2 separate regions of the Mus musculus genome follow, and region 2 is linked to region 1. A link is a contact called in public Hi-C data. All regions are on one chromosome and are shown on one strand. The core of a region is the stretch at or near the end of the contact, and the rest is flanking DNA. Distances in the headings are between cores, read along the strand shown.

What was found. A called contact is a pair of places that touch in the nucleus more often than the background predicts.
Region 2: a Hi-C map of embryonic fibroblasts shows a contact between it and region 1, with 9 times the contacts expected there. The contact joins two enhancer-like sites. A contact is called at or near these places in 1 of 15 datasets of contacts at CTCF or cohesin (pro-B cells), 6 of 484 Hi-C or Micro-C datasets (the HL-1 cell line, the N1E-115 cell line, Th1 cells and 3 more) and 3 of 9 other capture datasets (adipose tissue, liver and pancreatic islet).

The regions. Positions count from the first base shown.
Region 1 is chr14:21,133,840-21,136,764 of GRCm38.p6, reverse strand. The region is part of intron 3 of Adk (adenosine kinase); the gene reads right to left. Among named protein-coding and RNA genes, the nearest start is that of Adk, 83 kb to the right of the region's middle. Within about 2 kb of position 1,259, at least 8 of the 459 cell types and tissues checked have an H3K27ac peak or open chromatin away from gene starts, as enhancers often do. A contact at or near this core is called in embryonic fibroblasts, where this site is marked.
Region 2 is chr14:21,350,331-21,353,393 of GRCm38.p6, reverse strand. All of the region lies in intron 7 of Adk (adenosine kinase), which reads right to left. Among named protein-coding and RNA genes, the nearest start is that of Gm52152, 67 kb to the left of the region's middle. Within about 2 kb of position 1,588, at least 29 of the 459 cell types and tissues checked have an H3K27ac peak or open chromatin away from gene starts, as enhancers often do. A contact at or near this core is called in embryonic fibroblasts, where this site is marked.

The DNA of each region.
Region 1 (2,925 bases), core at 10-2,509:
GTGCCTGACTTGGGTGCAGGGGACTAAACACAGGCAGTACACGTACATATACTCAGTGAAAAATACTCCAAGGGAAAATAGATCAATCTTTTAAAAAAAGGTCTGGTGCTCAGAGGATCAGGAGATGGCTCAGCTGGTAAAGTGGGTGCTGTGTAAGCACAACGACCTGAATTCAGATCCCCAGGCCTGTGAGGGGGAGACAGGAGACGTCGGTTACCTAAATCAGTGAGCTCTAGTGAGCTCTCAGAAACCACAGGTGTCTGGTACTGCTGCGGTAAGGAGGCAGTTGGATTCTACATGCTTGCAGGCCAGTCAATCTACATAAAACAGTGAGCTCTGTTTCTGTGAGGGAGGCTGTTTGAAGATGCAATGTGGAGGGCCAGAAAGGTGGCTGAGTGACAGAGGAGTCTGATGACCTGACCTGAGATCCATCCCTGGAAGTCCATGAAAAGCTGGATGCCATAGATGTCTGTAGTCTCGGCACTCCTACACTAAATGAAACTTTACAATATCAACCTCTGGGGGCTAGAAAGATATTCCAGGCATTATGAGCGCTTGCTGCTCTTCTAGCAAAGATGCCACATCAGTTGTGAGCACCCTCATCAAGTGAGGCTGAACAGTTTGTAACTCAAGCTCCAAGTCAGACACCAGTGTCCTCCAAAGCCACTGCACTCAAGTGGGCATACCCATAGGTACACATAATTAAAAAACAATAAAAACAAAGCTCTAAAAATATGAATTTCTGGCCTCCAGATGTACATATGTGGGCAAGCATGAGTCAGTGCAAGTGTGCGTGTATACATGTATGCACACACACACAATTACTATAGCTATCTATAACAAGTAGTGAATACAACTTTTACAACACAGCTTACAACTAAAATTTTAAATTCTAGGTCATTGAGTTATATGTTATTGAAAAGGTGGCAAAATTGTGTAAAAAATACATTAAAAATTATAAATGTATTTTTTATACTGGAAAAATCAGAAAACCTCTAAGTGCCAGGAAACTATAAAGTAATTCATAGCTCTAGAGAACATGATAGAAAGAAATTACCAAAGACTGTATAACAAAAAATGTCAGAAAGGACATTTTAAATCTGTCATTACATGCTCAGCCCAATGAAAAGAAATTCATGGTGGGAAAAAAAATGTCACGTTAAGAAATACATAATGCTTTAGGCTGGAGAGATGATGCAGAGGTTACAAGCACTGGCTATGCTTCCAGAGGACCCAGGTTTGTCTCACAGGACCCAGGTGGCAGCTCAGAACCAGCTGTAACTGCAGTTCCAAGGGATGTGACTCACTAGGCATGCATGTGGTAACACAGCCATACACGGAGGAAAAATATTCATACATATAAAAAAATTAATTTAAAAGAAATTACAGAATAGTGGGCAAAAAGAGGAGATTTTAAGAGTTCAAACAAAAATAATTCTCCACGAAAGAATAGAAATCATGGCACCCCATTTCCCACAAGCAGCACCAGTTGCCAAAATAAGACAGCCTTCAGATTGCTGAGGAAACTATTTCAACCTCAAATTCCAAACCCAAGTGAAATACGAAGCTACGGTGAAGGCAATATAGAGAAAGGCTGAAACAGGATCTTGAGCAGCCCAGTCTAGCCTTGACATCTGTAGTGAGCCAAGGGTGACCCTGCCTTCTAGATCCTCCCACCTCTACCTCTGATGCTGGGACTAACTAAAAAGTATGAATAAGGGGCTGGAGAGATGGCTCAGTGGTTAAAAGCACTGACAGATCTTCCGGAGGTCCTGAGTTCAAATCCCAGCAACCACACAGTGGCTCACAACCATGTGTAATGAGATCAGATGCCCTCTTCTGGTGTGTCTGAAAACAGCTACAGTGTACCTACATATAATAAATAAATAAATCTTTAAAGAAAAGAAAGAAGGAAAGAAAGAAAAGTATGAATAAATAAGAAAAATAATGAATAAGCAAAATATTCACAAAAACAGACCAAAGAAGAGTTTTAAAGTTAGCTATAAACAAATGAAGTCTGGTTAAAGCGAACAAAGGAGTAAGAGATGCAAAAAAAAACCATTACTAAGGTTCTAGACTTCAGGATAGCTGAAAAAATGCATTGTAAACCTTTTGTACTATGAACTAAGTTTTATTCAATTGCAAAAAATGCTTCATGTAAAAAGAGCTCTTAGCATTATAGAGCTTGATGATACTAAAATTAATAGAAAATGAGAAACACAAGGCAAGGAACACAACTAATAAAGCATGAAATGTGTTTCTTTGTACTACTTGAAATCAAACAGTAATGAATTTAGGAACAAAAATAGTGATTAAAGCTAGGGAAAGTATAAGGGAAAGGGGAGATAAGAGAGTGGTGTGAGCCAGGCTCATTTAACCACAGACCATGGAAAGGCAGGAATAGCAAGAAGTAACACCTCATTTCATAGACAAGACGGCCGTGAGTACTCAGGACAGAATTGCTCATGAGTGGCTGCTCTGTGGGGGCAGACAGCTACGGACAGGACTGCTCCTTCCAGGGGAAAGTCGTCACGGGTCCTTAGGTTTCTAACTACAAGCACACATTCCCACCACACTTCGAAGGGATGCCCTGAGATATAGTGGATCATGGGTTTCCCAGAAACCTCTTACCCAAACTGATTTCCTCAAAAAAGTATAATAAACCTAACAGTCTCCAAAGCCAAAACGTTCCCCCTTATAATATTCTCACACAAACATCAAACCAGGTGAACTGAGAGGCACTAATGTATCAGGAAAGAGGCTAGGTAAGAGAATTACTAACAATATGAAGTAATGAAGTTCAAGTTGAAGTACTGAGTTCAATGAGCAGAGGAATAGTAAAACCACTGATCAAGTTTGTAACGTGCTGCTCATATAGCTTAAAGCCCCTACATACAAAAGAAGGAGAAAAAAAGAAAAGAACTA
Region 2 (3,063 bases), core at 339-2,838, 220 kb before region 1:
ACGGCTTTGTAAAGCCATTTTAATTGTGTGTGTGTATGTGCATGTGTGGAGCCCAGAGGGCAACACTGCATTTCTTTTCCTTTTGCCCCACACCTTATGCCTGTCTTTCAGTGGCCGGGACCCTCAGATTCAGTTATACTAGCTGGCCAGCCAGCTCCGGGATCCTCCTACTCTCCCTCCCCAGTACCAGCATGATAAGAACTTGCTGATTTGCTCGGCTTTGTAAATAGGAATCTGAACTCAGTTCCACTTGCTTCCACAGGAAAGAGTTTACAGACGGAGGCCCCTTCTGAGCACTGCTGTGGAGACTGAGTTACCAGTACATTCTCTTTCACAGTGGTGGCCTTGACATTCCCACTGCTGGCAGAGGATAGTGATCTACATTTATTTTAAAAAGATGGTAAGGTCAAAAAAAAGAAAGCACAACAAAACAAAGGTATTATTGAAGTAAACATGATAAGCCAAGGCTGGTAGTGCAGCTAACCAGTGAGACACTAGTCTAGAAAATGATAGTTCAGGTAGCGAACACTAAGCCTCAAGGTCTGTTCTATCTCAGATTTTCAAAAGCATTCCAAATCACTGAGTGTTACCAAAGAAAACTTTCTGAACGGTTGTGGAATGAAATATGAACTCCCAGTAATATCCTCAAAGTCAAATACATCACACTCATACTATTCAGTGGATGTTGGACGACGTTTGATGAGTGCCCCCGCTATGCTATCACCGGGACAGTGTTAGCCCTCATGTGATGCTCCACAGGCACGGACAGTGTTATGTAGACTCTCTTGGCTATGATGACTGGGTGCTTTATTTTTTATTTTCTTGCAGTATCTGTGGTAAGAATAAAGGAAGGTAGCAGTCATCATTTTCCACCTCTTTATGAATTTTAGTAATGGACAAACATATAAGATACCATTTATTTCTAGTTATATGACAGTCTTACGGGTTCCTTCGATTAAATAAAATGAGACAAAGAAAATAAAGAAGAAAAGTAAAAGTAGGGGTATCGAATTTTTAACTTAAAGGGAAACGACACAGGAAGAGGCTGAACTGGACTAAGCCTAGAGGTGTGACTGAGGGTACACGTGCACTGTAGGGTCCATGTGGAGGGAAGAGTGAAAATTCTTCAACGACACATGAGAAAACATAAACACAAACCATTTTAAGCAATGATACATAAACCCACCAATTTTCATAATATAAATAACGACTTTCAGGTGAAAATCTTTTCTAACTGAAATTCAGTGACCATAAAATGGACGTTTTTAGGGGGTGGGCTTTAACAGTCATAGATAATTAAGGAGGGTCCCCTAAGGAAAAGTCTACAGATTAAGAAATAACTGGCCTATAATATTAATGAACAGATTTAAACCCTGCTATCTATAAAAGGTAAAATAATATCTTAAAAGATGGCAGGAAAAGACTCATTACTTCTTTCTAGAAATCAAAACACAAGAAACCTTTCTCTTCATTCATGGATACTTGAAACAAACTCTTGCCAAGAAAAACAAACTGCAAAGTATGGATGCTGGGAAATATGAATCATCACCAGTCTTCAAACTTACATTTAATAATTAGGTTGCAGTTTGAAACAATGTGCTGACACTCGTGAGGTTTAAACACAAGCTCCGTAAGAATCTCTAACTTTACAGATGGCATTTAGATGTAGTCAGAAGTAGAAACAAGAGCCATGTGCTGGAGGGATGCCTTAGGTGACATGAATAGGAAGAAAAAAATAAAGACCCAGGAGGCCAGAGGACAACAGGGGAGAGGGACACAGGAAAAGGCTGAGGGTAGACGCTGTGGTAGTGTTTCCGTGGCTCAAGTCAGGAGGCAAGTCCTCATAAATTCTACATTGTGCCTTTCTCACTTGATGGGAATTTCAACGCTACAATAAAAGATGGGGCACCTGTCATTTAAGAGGCAGAAATTATTATAGGAGAACTTTGTGCCAGTTCTCGAGGAATTTTAAAACATAGAACTTGGAGCCACATGACTACGAGTTACAATTTGCCCTTTATTCCACAATCAATTTGGATTTTATTTAACTGTCGTTTAAAAGTTTTATTCCATTTTAATTTTAATCATATCCACGAATCTGAGAAATAGAACTGCAAGTGAGGTCTTAATACGTGTTACGTCCTGAGAGCCAGGCTTATGCATTTGTCCTGTTAGGAACTCTTTAAAAGTCACAAGGACCACAGGCAGCAATCTTAAACTGCTGGAATCCAGTGTGTCGCTTACTTAGCTGTTAAGGAACAGTCATGCCAATGCTGTTTGCAGGCAAATGCTACAGGCAAATGCTAGGGATATGACACTACTCCAGGAGAATGCAGACACGCTAGCATGCCACGGTACCAGGCAGGCTGTACTCTACGACGGTGATCTCACTCCTGTGTCTCACCTTTTCTGAATGTGCTTTCCTTTCACCCAGCAGCCTTGCACCTGAGGTTTCTAGAACGATCCTTTAAATAATTTAGAGTCTCACAGATTAATGTCCATTTTTTCTCCATGTTACTAATACTTAGCATTTATTTTTTCAGGGCTCCTGGGTACAGACAGGGAAGAACAAAAGAGTGAGGAGCCTGTTCAGAGGAGCTGACAGAAAATATCTAGAACAGGAAACTACTTCAGTGTCCAGCTGTGACCAAGATGGCTCTTGTCTTAGAAGTAGCTGAGCCCCTGATTTTAAGAGCTGACATGGTTTAACAGTGGAAGTCTTAGTACAGCCAGTATGGGTAAAACACAGGGGATAGTAGACAATAATTCTTGCAACGCTTTGTGTGAGATCTTTGATGGGGAGAGAACGAAAGTGCCCCCAAATAGGGAGGTTTCTTAATTAATTTAGCAGGAATGAAATTTAAAATCATGTTTCATTTGAAGAAAATATGTTTAAAGTAACTTTTTAGACATATGTGAAATTAAGAACAGAATTAAAAACAGAAAAAGGCTCCATACAATTAAAAATGATACACAAGTAACCAAGAGTTTGATCTGGCACACTGTATGAATATTGGGAGATGATACCAACATGGTGAGAAAATTTGAGGAATACTACATCTA